2 separate regions of the Muntiacus reevesi genome follow, and region 2 is linked to region 1. A link is a contact called in public Hi-C data. All regions are on one chromosome and are shown on one strand. Each heading gives the region's core, a stretch centred on a gene start, on an enhancer-like site or on the middle of the called end of the contact. The rest is flanking DNA. Distances are from core to core; before and after follow the strand shown. Region 1 holds the start of RPS19BP1 (ribosomal protein S19 binding protein 1). Region 2 holds the start of ADSL (adenylosuccinate lyase).

Region 1 (4,929 bases), core at 95-2,594:
GACACACTGCCTGGTTTCCACCTGTACCATCTGGGCAGGGGTCTGTTTCTGCATCTGTGCAATGGGGCTAATGACTGCGCCGACCTCACAGAGTTGTGAGAACAAATGAGCAAACATCTGTCAGAGGCTTAGAAGAGCACCCGGAGGGTTAACTTGCATTAAACGCTGTCTCTGACCCTCGTTTACTATATGTCACCTCGACCAGGCTTCTTTCTTTCAACATTTCAAAGATTAATAATAAACTTCTGATTCCACATATGCCAACAGTATACTTACCCCAACTCATTGTTATACTTCCATCAGGTCTGTGCTTAAATGTCGCTTCCTCAGAGAAGTCTTAGTATTCTAAGTCCCTTTCAAAGTACCCTAGTTTTACAGCTGGAGAAGGCAATGGCAACCCACTCCAGTACTCTTGCCTGGAAAATCCCATGGACGGAGGAGCCTGGTAGGCTGCAGTCCATGGGGTCGCTGAGTCGGACATGACTGAGCGACTTCCCTTTCACTTTTCACTCTCATGCATTGGAGAAGGAAATGGCAACCCACTCCAGTGTTCTTGCCTGGAGAATCCCAGGGACTGCGGTGCCTGGTGGGCTGCCGTCTATGGGGTCGCACAGAGTCGGACACGACTGACGCGACTTAGCAGCAGCAGCAGTTTTACAGCACAAACCTCATCACAGCGACCCAACCATAGGCTGATTTTGAAACTCCTCAGTGTTCTCTCCCCACTAGGACTGTAGACCTTGAGGGTCGGGACGATGTGATTCGTTCATCTCCGTGTTCCCAGGACCCCGCTCCGGGCCCGTCGCACCGCAGGTATTCTAGAAACGCCTGGGGAGCATTTGAAGCCCTGACTCCAGCGCCAGTTCCTCCCCGGGAGCAGCGCGTTCAGCCCCTTCCCAAGCTCACCCAGCGCCGATTTGGGCACCTTTCCCTTGGCGGAGTTCCGCAGTTTCTGGGCCTGGGTCGCCTTCGCCTTCCGGGTCCGCTTCGTCGGAGCTTGGCTGGGTTTGGTGTGTCCTGGAGCGGCCCCGGGGGCTGTAAAGAACGGACTCGGGTCGGAGGGCGCTCAGGGTTCCCATCCCACCCAGGCTAAGACTGGTCTGGATCGTTCGGCACCCTCGGGGCTCCTGCCCCCAGCCCCTGCCACCTTCCCGCCCGGCCGAAAGTCCTCGGGGAGAGCCTCACCCTCAGGCGCCCCCAATAGCTCCAAGCCTCGCCGCAGCAAGGTGGCCGACATGGCGGCGCTTAATCCCGCCCACACGTCTCAATTACTTCCGCCGTTGGCTCCCTTGGTGGTTTCGGCGGAAACCTGAGCTTGAACGAAAAGTTTCACAGTGAGAGGACGGAAGTACCCTCCTTCCTTAGAACGCAAGAGTGAGGTAATCGGAGGGAAGGGGGCGGGACCTGGAGGCGGGGCCAAAGCGCCGAAGGAGGCATTTGTCGTCCAATCGCATCCCAATCAACCCTTTGAAAGACAGGCAGCACCTTCTCCCGGAAGCCGTGCGCCTGTAGCCCAACTTGGCAGGTAAAGCCTCTCCGGTCTGCCGCTGCGTAGTGGGCAAGGCCGGTGCAGGGGCGGAATATTAGTGTTCTCAATTTTTACGAAAAAGGAGAATATATTTTTGGAAGTATTTTTTCCATATTCTTCAACCAGAGCAACGTATAGTTTAGCATGAGAATCCAGCTGTTTTGCATTAAATCAGACATTAAAAATATTTGCAAAAACTCCAAACAGTATCAGTGTTTTTTGTTTTTTTTTTTTTACTATTTTGTTTGGTTTTGGAAAAGACAACCATTTTCGTTAAAATGTGTCAGTTATGTTAACATGTGAGTTTGTTACTGTCATTTTAAATTAATAGACATTTTTAAATGTATCTGTTTTAGTTTCTAACGTGGTAATTCTCATTCAGTTCAGTTCAGTCGCTCAGTCGTGTCCGACTCTCTGCGACCCCATGAATCGCAGCACGCCAGGCCTCCCTGTCCATCACCAACTCCCGGAGTTTACTCAAACTCATGTCCATCCAGTCGGTGATGCCATCCAGCCATCTCATCCTCTGTTGTCCCAAAAGCTCTTTGGGATCCTGAAGTTTTTTAAGAGGGAAGAGGTTCTTGGGCTACCCAGGTGGCTCAGTGGTAAAGAATCTGTCTGCCAAAACAGGAGACTCAGGAGACATGGTTTGATCCCAGAGTCTGGAAAATCCCTTGGAGGAGGAAATAGTATTCCACTCCAGTATTCTTGCCTTGGAGAGTCCTATGGGCAGAGGAGCCTGGCAGGCTACAGGCTATGGGGTTGCAAAGAGTTGGACACGACTGAGCACCCACACAGAGTTTCTTAGATAAGATATTGATAGTTTGAGAAATTCTGGCTTAGAAATTAGTACTCTTCTTGCTGTGGGGAGTAACCCTGCCTTGTTCACTGCTCCATCTGAGCTCCTAGCCCAGTACCTGGCATTCAGAAGATACTCAATAAGTGAGTAGCGAATGAATCCGCAGTACAAACATGTTCTGAGGGCCTTTTGTATACTAGACTCTGTAGTGCGTAGGACGTGGAGGTGACTCAGTTGCTCCTATGTGAATGAACCTTACTAACCCCCACCAGCTAGTCCAGAAGGGAGAGAAAAACCTAAACAAACAATAATAACAAACACTTCTTTGAGGTGCTGTTTTCAGTGTTTAACATTTGTTGACTTACTTATATCACCCCCCTCGCTCTGAAGTAGAAGCCACTGTTTCCCCCATTTTACAAATGGCCCAGAGGGGCCAAGGAACCTATCCAGGTCACACAGGTGGTGTCAGAGCTGGGAATAAAGAAAGACCATCGGGCTGGAGCATTTATGCATTGCTGGCCTGTGCCAGCTACCCAGGATGCGGTGTGTGTCAGGAGGCCTCTGCAGAAGAGCTGGCCGTGTGGGAGGGGAGTGTCCAGGGCAGGAGGACCCTGTAGTGGGGGCATGTCCCTTGGGACAGGTGTGGCCCTGGAGGAGCAAAGGGCTGAGTGATTTCATTGGCATCAGGGCCACAGATTTGCCCTGAGGGCTTGTGGGGGGGTGGGATGGTCCCACATCCCAGTGATGTTGTCAGACAGGCTCTTTTTTCCTGCTTCTGAAATGGCCAGATTTTCTTATTTCTGTTACTGTATATTCATTGGAAGGACTGATGCTGAAGCTGAAACTCCGATACGTTGGCCACCTAACGAGAAGAACTGACTCAATGGAAAAGACCCTGATGCTGGGAAAGATTGAGGGTAGGAGGAGAAGGGGACAACAGAGGATGAGATGGTTGAATGGCATCATGGGCGCGATGCCATGGGTTTGAGTAAGCTCCGGGGGTTGGTGATCGACAGGGAAGCCTGGTGTGCTGCGGTCCATGGGGTCGCAAAGAGTCAGACACCACTGAGCGACTGAACTGAACTGATGCATTCATGTAGTGTTTATTGAATGTTTCCCCACCCATTCCTCAGTATAAACTCTATAAAGGCAGGCATCTTTCTTTATTCACTATTACATCAAGCGCCTGGAACAGAGTCTGGCATTTTGTAAGGGTTCCATAAACGTGCAAATCAGAGAGAGGAAGGCAGAGACGTCCAGGTCCACTCATCGTGGGATGAGTAAGTCTGCCTTTCAGGAGGGCAAAGGACAAAGCTCGACCGTACCCCCTTTCTCCTCCCAACGTGGGATGGATGGTCAGCACACGGTTGCCGGCGTGGAGGGATTTTTTGTCTCCTTATGTTCCAAACAAGGAGTGGATTCCTGCAGCGTCTTTGCCGGCCTCTGGAGGTGACAAGCGGCCGCTCCAGCCACTAGGTGGCGCCGCAGGACCACTTTCTCTCATCGCGCTGTTCTGCATCTGGTTTGCCGCGGTCCAGGCTAGGGTCAGAGCGTGGGGTGGGGATATGCCTCGGAGTCAGCAGGCTCTTTGTGGTCAGCCCTGACCCGCGCCCTTCCAAGACTGAGCGGGGAAGCGGAGGCAGAGCCACCAGGCTGGGACTGCCCAGCGGGGAGATAAGGCTTTCTTATGGAAAGGTGTGCAAATGACAACAGGGCATTCACCCACTCCCATAACAGACAGTGCCTCAGTTTCCTCATCTGTTAAATGGGGCTTAGCTTCCTGATAAAGTGAGTAGGAGGAGCCAGTAAGTTAATACTGATAAAGCTTGTATTACCTGACTGGGGACTGGGGAGGTAAGTACCCCACGAGGGTTCCTGGTGGATATTACTGCCAGGTCTGCCCCACTCTGACCAAGAACAAAGTGCCTGCAATTGTGCACCTGAGAAGTGCCAGGCCTGTCCTGGTCTGGATCCAAGAGGGCAGCTCCCTCCTGCTCACTCCCTGCCCCTGGGAAGTAGGGGGGGTGGGCCATGAGGTCTCACAGGTGGGTTCCTGTCCTGGCTGCCTGACTTCCGGCTACTTTCCTGCTCTCAGCCTGTTTCCTCCTCTGTCGGTGGAAGTGCTGGGCTCCTGCCTGAATTGAAGTGAAAGTCGCTCAGTCGTGTCCAACTCTGCAACCCCATGGACTGTATAGTCCATGGAATTCTCCAGGCCAGAATATTGGAGTGGATAGCCTTTCCCTTCTCCAGGGGTTTTTCTCTACCCAAGGACTGAACCCAGGTCTCTCGCATTGCAGGCAGATTCTTTACCAGCTGAGCCACCAAGGAAGCCCAAGAACATTGCAATGGAGAGCCTATCTCTTCTCCAGTGAATCTTCCCAACCCAGGAATCGAACTGGGGTCTCCTGCATTGCAGGAGGATTCTTTACCAGCCTGTCCGACCCTTCTCTGGGTGCCCCTCTATGTCTGCTCAGCCCAGGCCCTTAGCTGCACAGAAGAAGCACCCGGGTGATGTGGCCGCTTCCCCAGCCCCTGTTGCACACATGCCGCATCCTAGTCTCCTTCCTGGCAGTTCTGGAGCCAACTTAACCTCACCAGGCCT
Region 2 (5,316 bases), core at 310-2,809, 690 kb after region 1:
CCTTGTTTCCCTTCGTGGGCTAGGCGCCTCTGGACAGCATTCGTTTACCCCGCACTCACTCACTGAGCACCTGTGCTGTGAAGTCCCGTGCTGGATCCACCTGCCAGAGACACCGGGGACCAAGGCAGGCGTGATCCCCACTCGCACCAAGCTTGCCATCGATGGAAAAGGCCGACAGCAGTGAACTCGGGTGAGAGGTACGAGAGAGACCTGTATGAAATCTGAGGTGGGAATGGAGAACACTACAGGGGAGGTCCGTCTATTTTTTAGTAAATCATGAAAAAAAAACGGAAAGGTGACAAAAAGTTATTGTCAAAGATGAGATCTTGCAAATCTTGAGATCTAATCAGAACTTTTAATATCCCTTAAGTCTTAACGGTTACTGGGAAAGGGGCCAGGGCCATTCACCTCAACCAACAAGCTGAGAATTCAAAATGGACATCCCCTTATAGTGAGACACTAAAAAACAGGTAATTTCAAAGCAATATAGTAGCTGCTACTGTAGCACAAAGGAAAGAATACATTTGAGTTTGGTAAGAACTGGGAGCCTGGAGCCTGTCTGCCTACACTTAACTCCTAGCTCTTGCCCTAACTCCTAGCTCATGCCCTTCTAGCCACGTGTGAGCTATCTCAAGACGGTCAACTCTCCCATGCCTTCACTTTGTCACCTGAAAAATGGGGATCAGAATAATGGCCGGCATTTATTGAGCATTTACTCTGCACTGGAGAGTAATGTATTATATTATTTAATAATACCTGAACAATTCAGGACCCTCACATGGATTTAATGTGTAAAGCACTCAGGACAGTGCCTGATACCTAGTGAAAGTTAAGTGTTAGTCCCCAGTACCCTCGTTAAGAGTTAAGTTTAAGAGTCCAGTACCCTCGGACTCCGCGACCCCATGGACTAGCCCACCAGGCTCCCTCTGTCCATGGAATTCTCCAGGCAAGAATACTGGAGTGGGGTAGCCATTTCCTTCTTCAGGGGATCTTCCCCACCAAGGGATCGTACTCAGGTCTCCTGCATCGCAAGCAGATTTTTTTACCGTCTGAGCCACCAGTGAGACCACCATAAACGTTAGTGGTTTTATTATTAGTGGCCAACCAGAGGGAAGAGTGGGTTCATCAGGTGACATTTTCTGACCTGGACCTTGAGTAAGCTGTAGTGAGAAAGTGTTCCAGGGCGGGGAACTCAATGCCGATTTCCCTTCTCTTGTACTTGTCTCAGAACCGGGCGGTAGGAGTGGGGGAGGGGGAGAAGACAAAAATAATAGCAACAACAACAAAAAAAAAAAGCTTTCCAAATGTCTTGGACATCGATTTGATGTCCTCAGAGCAATCCTAAAGGCGGGTCTTAATGTATCTTTTTTCGGATGAGAAAACTGAGACGCAGAGCTGCAGAGGTAACTTGTGAAGCACTGATCACGTTTCTCGTAAAACGAAGAGAAACTCTTGAACCCTCAGTAGCGAAGAGCCTAAACCCAGCAGCCTTGAGGTCTCGGGTCTCCCGGAAACGCCGGGGGTGGAACCAAGTGGAGGAAGTCCCGCCCTCGGACTTCCGCTTCCGCCCTCGCTGACCCTGTTGGCTCCGGCGAGGTCCAGAGTCCGGCATGGCCGCGGGCGGCGACCGTGGCGGGCGGGAGGCGGCCTGCGGGCACGACAGCTACCGCTCGCCGCTTGCCTCCCGTTATGCCAGCCCGGAGATGTGCTTCCTGTTTAGCGACAAGTACAAATTCCGGACTTGGCGGCAGCTCTGGCTGTGGCTGGCGGAGGCCGAGCAGGTAACGCACCTGGAGGCGGGCCCGGCCCCGCACGTGCCAGGCTGGGACTTCCAGCGCGGGCTGAGCCTCCCCCGGCAGCTGCCCCGCTATTTTCGGCCGGATGTTCCCTTTCCGGAGGAACGGCCCCAGGAAGGCCAGGGCAGGAGGCCCAGCCGTCGTCACCTGTTACCTCACATGTTTTAATGGTGGAGGGTCGGAGATGGACGGTGGGCGGCGAGAAGTGCAGTTACCGTTTCCGGGAGTAAGTCTTGGCGGTTCCTGTAGGAGTGCACCGCTGAGTGCTCCTTCTGTGCGGTTGTGCTCGCTTCTGTACACGTCTTTACCCGGTTAACCCAGAAAGACTTTGCAAACTAGGGGGCGGTTTCCCACGTTATAGGAGAGAAGACCAAGCCCCGATGATGTGCCAGTGAGATATTTGCTCCTAACCATTATGACAACCCACTCCAGTATTCTTGCCTAGAGAATCCGATGGAGAGAGGAGCCTGGCAGGCTATACAGTCCATGGAGTCGCCAAGAGTCGGAAATGACTGAAGCGAGTTAGCACTCACGTATTAATAAAGGAACCCGGGTGTGAACCCATGACCTTGCAAAGCCTGACTGAGCACCCAACCACCTCACCCTCCACATGCCTCTGTGTAGTCAGAGACCTGTCTCTGCAAAATACACATTTGCTGGGCCATTGTTTCCTCTTCAGTAGACTGCCTTTTTTTGTCTCTGGGGAGAGAGAATCAGGGTAGGGGGTTATTAGATGCGAGTTACGGGTTCTGAGAGCTTCATGTAGAGGTATTCTGCCCAGCGGTTTCAGAAATAGCCCCAGAAGGATCTTCACAGAAGCGCTGAAGGAAGCTGAGGGTGATCCAAAGAGCTATAAAGTTTCCGAGAAAAATGCCACAACAAGCAAGATGGCAGTCCTCTCCAAAATGACATACAGTAACCTCAAAAACAATCTGAGTATCTACCTAGGACCAAGGTATAGGGTCCCCAAACAGGAAACTTTCTTCCTAGATTTTATCACCTTCCTATCACCTTGCTCAAGAAGTAAAGTAGTAGATGACACTAGCAGACACAATACTCTGCAATGGCTTATGAAAGAAAAGAATCTAAAAAAGAGTGGATGGATATATGCTAACTGATTGACTTTGCTTTTCATCTGAAACTAACACATTCTTTTAAATCAACTATACTCCAATAAAAATTTTTTTTAAATGCTAGCAGATGTTTCTACAGTGCCTGCTATGTGTGCTCTGCAGTTTGAAAACCTTAAAAATTAATTTACTAATTCTCAAAACAATTCTTTATAAGTATGTGATTCCTATTTTACAGAGGATAAAATGAAGGCACAGATTTCATAAACATAGAGCTCAGATAACAATAAATAGATCAGGACATGCAGTGTGTTGTGGTTTGTTACCTACTAGCATGTATTCTGTTTTCTGTTTCACTTGGTACTCCCTGTAGATGAGGTTGGCGCCAGTCACCAAAGCTTGTAAGAACTTCAAGCTGGAATTGAAATGTGGAGTCAGTATGCATCCTTTCCTCTGCCCAGTCTACACATTGCCTGAAATGCATCCCATTTTGATATCTCCTGAATCTGTATTATCTATTAGCTAGGGTGTCAAAATGAACAGCATGAAGTGCGTAATAATTTAGTAGCTAAAAAAAAAAAAAAAAAAAAAAAACTTGAGGAATGAGAGTTTAGGGCCTGTGCAGAAAATTCGTCCACCTTGGATTTTGAGAGGATGAGTTGCTTGGGGAGGAAGCAGTTTGTCCACACTGCCCCCTGCTGTTCTGTTATGGGAGCAGCCTTACGATGTCTGCTCAGAGATCCAAAGCAGCTTGGCCAGATGTAGTGTGACCGAGGAATTTAATTTTCACTAGTTTAAATGTAAATAGCCACATCTGACTAGATAGGTCTTAAGATGTGAGCTCCTTCTCAGGACCAGGCCTTGGGACTTTGAAGTGAGGTTTGGGTAAAATTCACCAATGTACAGATTCAGCACTTGGCTCGAGGTTTCTGAGCTGCCTGTGGGCTGCCAGCTGTTTTTTGTCAGCCTGATTTTATTCAGTGATGGAGGAATGTAAGATGTTGATGTGTTTGTTTTCTCATTAATATCTCCTGGAATTGCTTTCAGTTTCACTGAATTCGCGGCACATAATTTGTTGGCAGAGCTACTAACAGTGTTGCTAATTTTGGTTTCTCTGACTAAATCCATCTAGATCAGATATAAAGCTGTGGCCGGGATCCCACACTCTGGGCACTTAAGAGCCGCGCACTAAAGAGTCTAAGCAATAAATACCACAAAGCTCTCCTTTCAGGGAGTCTGTACACCCTAGAGAGGAGAGATAGGCTGAAAGATGTGTAAAAATGTTATATGGCAGTAAGTGCTCTAAATAAAACCAGGCTAAAGGGATAGCGAGTGACACTGAAGAAGGGTGTTTCATGTTGACGTCAGGGAAGCCTCTCTGAGGAGATGGCGTTTGAGCCCAGAGACCAGAACCTGTGAGGGAGTGAGCAGAGATGTCGGGGCAGAAGGAACAGAAATCAGGACTACGGTGTTGTGTATGTTGGAGTTTGCTTAGAATATAACTTGTGATGATTTATTTAGAAAGTTTCCTGGGGACTTCCCTGGTGGTCCAGTGGGTAAGAATCCACCTTCCAATGCAGGGGATGTAGGTTCGATCCCTGGTCAGGGAGGTGAGATCCCACAGGCAGCAGGGCAACTAAGCTTGAGCACTGCAACTACTGAGCCCTCAAAAAGAGCCCACGTGCCACAGCAAAGGCCCAGAGCAGCCAGAATTTTTAAAAAGAAAGTTGTTTCTTCCTCCCCATGTCCTTTTAGTTTAGTTCCCCCAAATTTTAGTTTAAGAATTGGAAGGTAGGGCATAAACACTAACATGAATCAGTTTTCTTTTTTACTGTCATTTCCATTCAAATAATGTGACATAAGAAGCTATTTCATTTTATTTTGCCTGTTCTGCAGGCACTGGGTTTGCCTATCACAGATGAACAAATCCAGGAGATGAAATCAAACCTGGACAACATCGACTTCAAGATGGCAGCTGAGGAGGAGAAGCAGTTACGACATGATGTGATGGCCCACGTGCACACGTTTGCCCACTGCTGCCCCAAAGCTGCTGGCATTATCCATCTTGGCGCCACCTCCTGCTATGTGGGAGACAATACAGTAGGAGCCCATGCTGTTCTGTCCATTGGGACTTAGGCTTTATAATGCATTTATACATTTTAATTGATTTTGTCCATTTTAGGAAGTGACTCCGTAGGTCTTAGGATCTCAGTGCTCAGGAATTCTCTGCTTTTGGTATCCTTCCAGTCTAAACTGTAAGCCCCTAATGACCTCCATAAAATGATGTACAGATACTGCCTATACATCAGTATGCTGGACATAGCTGAGAGCTTAGCATTTTAGTGGCCAAAGTAGTTTTCCAAAGGGATTTTCTTTCCAAAGTCCTTTATAACTCTTCGCTGTGACTTCTGAAAAGAAAAGGTAATTTGCATTATAATTCTTAAATCCTT

The links. A called contact is a pair of places that touch in the nucleus more often than the background predicts.
Region 2: a contact with region 1 is called in a Hi-C map of blood, with 7 times the contacts expected there. The contact joins the promoter of ADSL here to the promoter of RPS19BP1 in region 1. A contact is called at or near these places in 2 of 3 Hi-C or Micro-C datasets (blood and muscle).

The regions. Positions count from the first base shown.
Region 1 is chr1:54,527,933-54,532,861 of mMunRee1.1, forward strand. It overlaps RPS19BP1 (ribosomal protein S19 binding protein 1), which reads right to left and starts at 1,345. Exons shown (of 4, transcript XM_065944345.1): 1 at 1,186-1,345; 2 at 907-1,035. The coding sequence starts at 1,237.
Region 2 is chr1:55,214,597-55,219,912 of mMunRee1.1, forward strand. It overlaps ADSL (adenylosuccinate lyase), which reads left to right and starts at 1,560. Exons shown (of 13, transcript XM_065944404.1): 1 at 1,560-1,781; 2 at 4,763-4,966. The coding sequence starts at 1,611.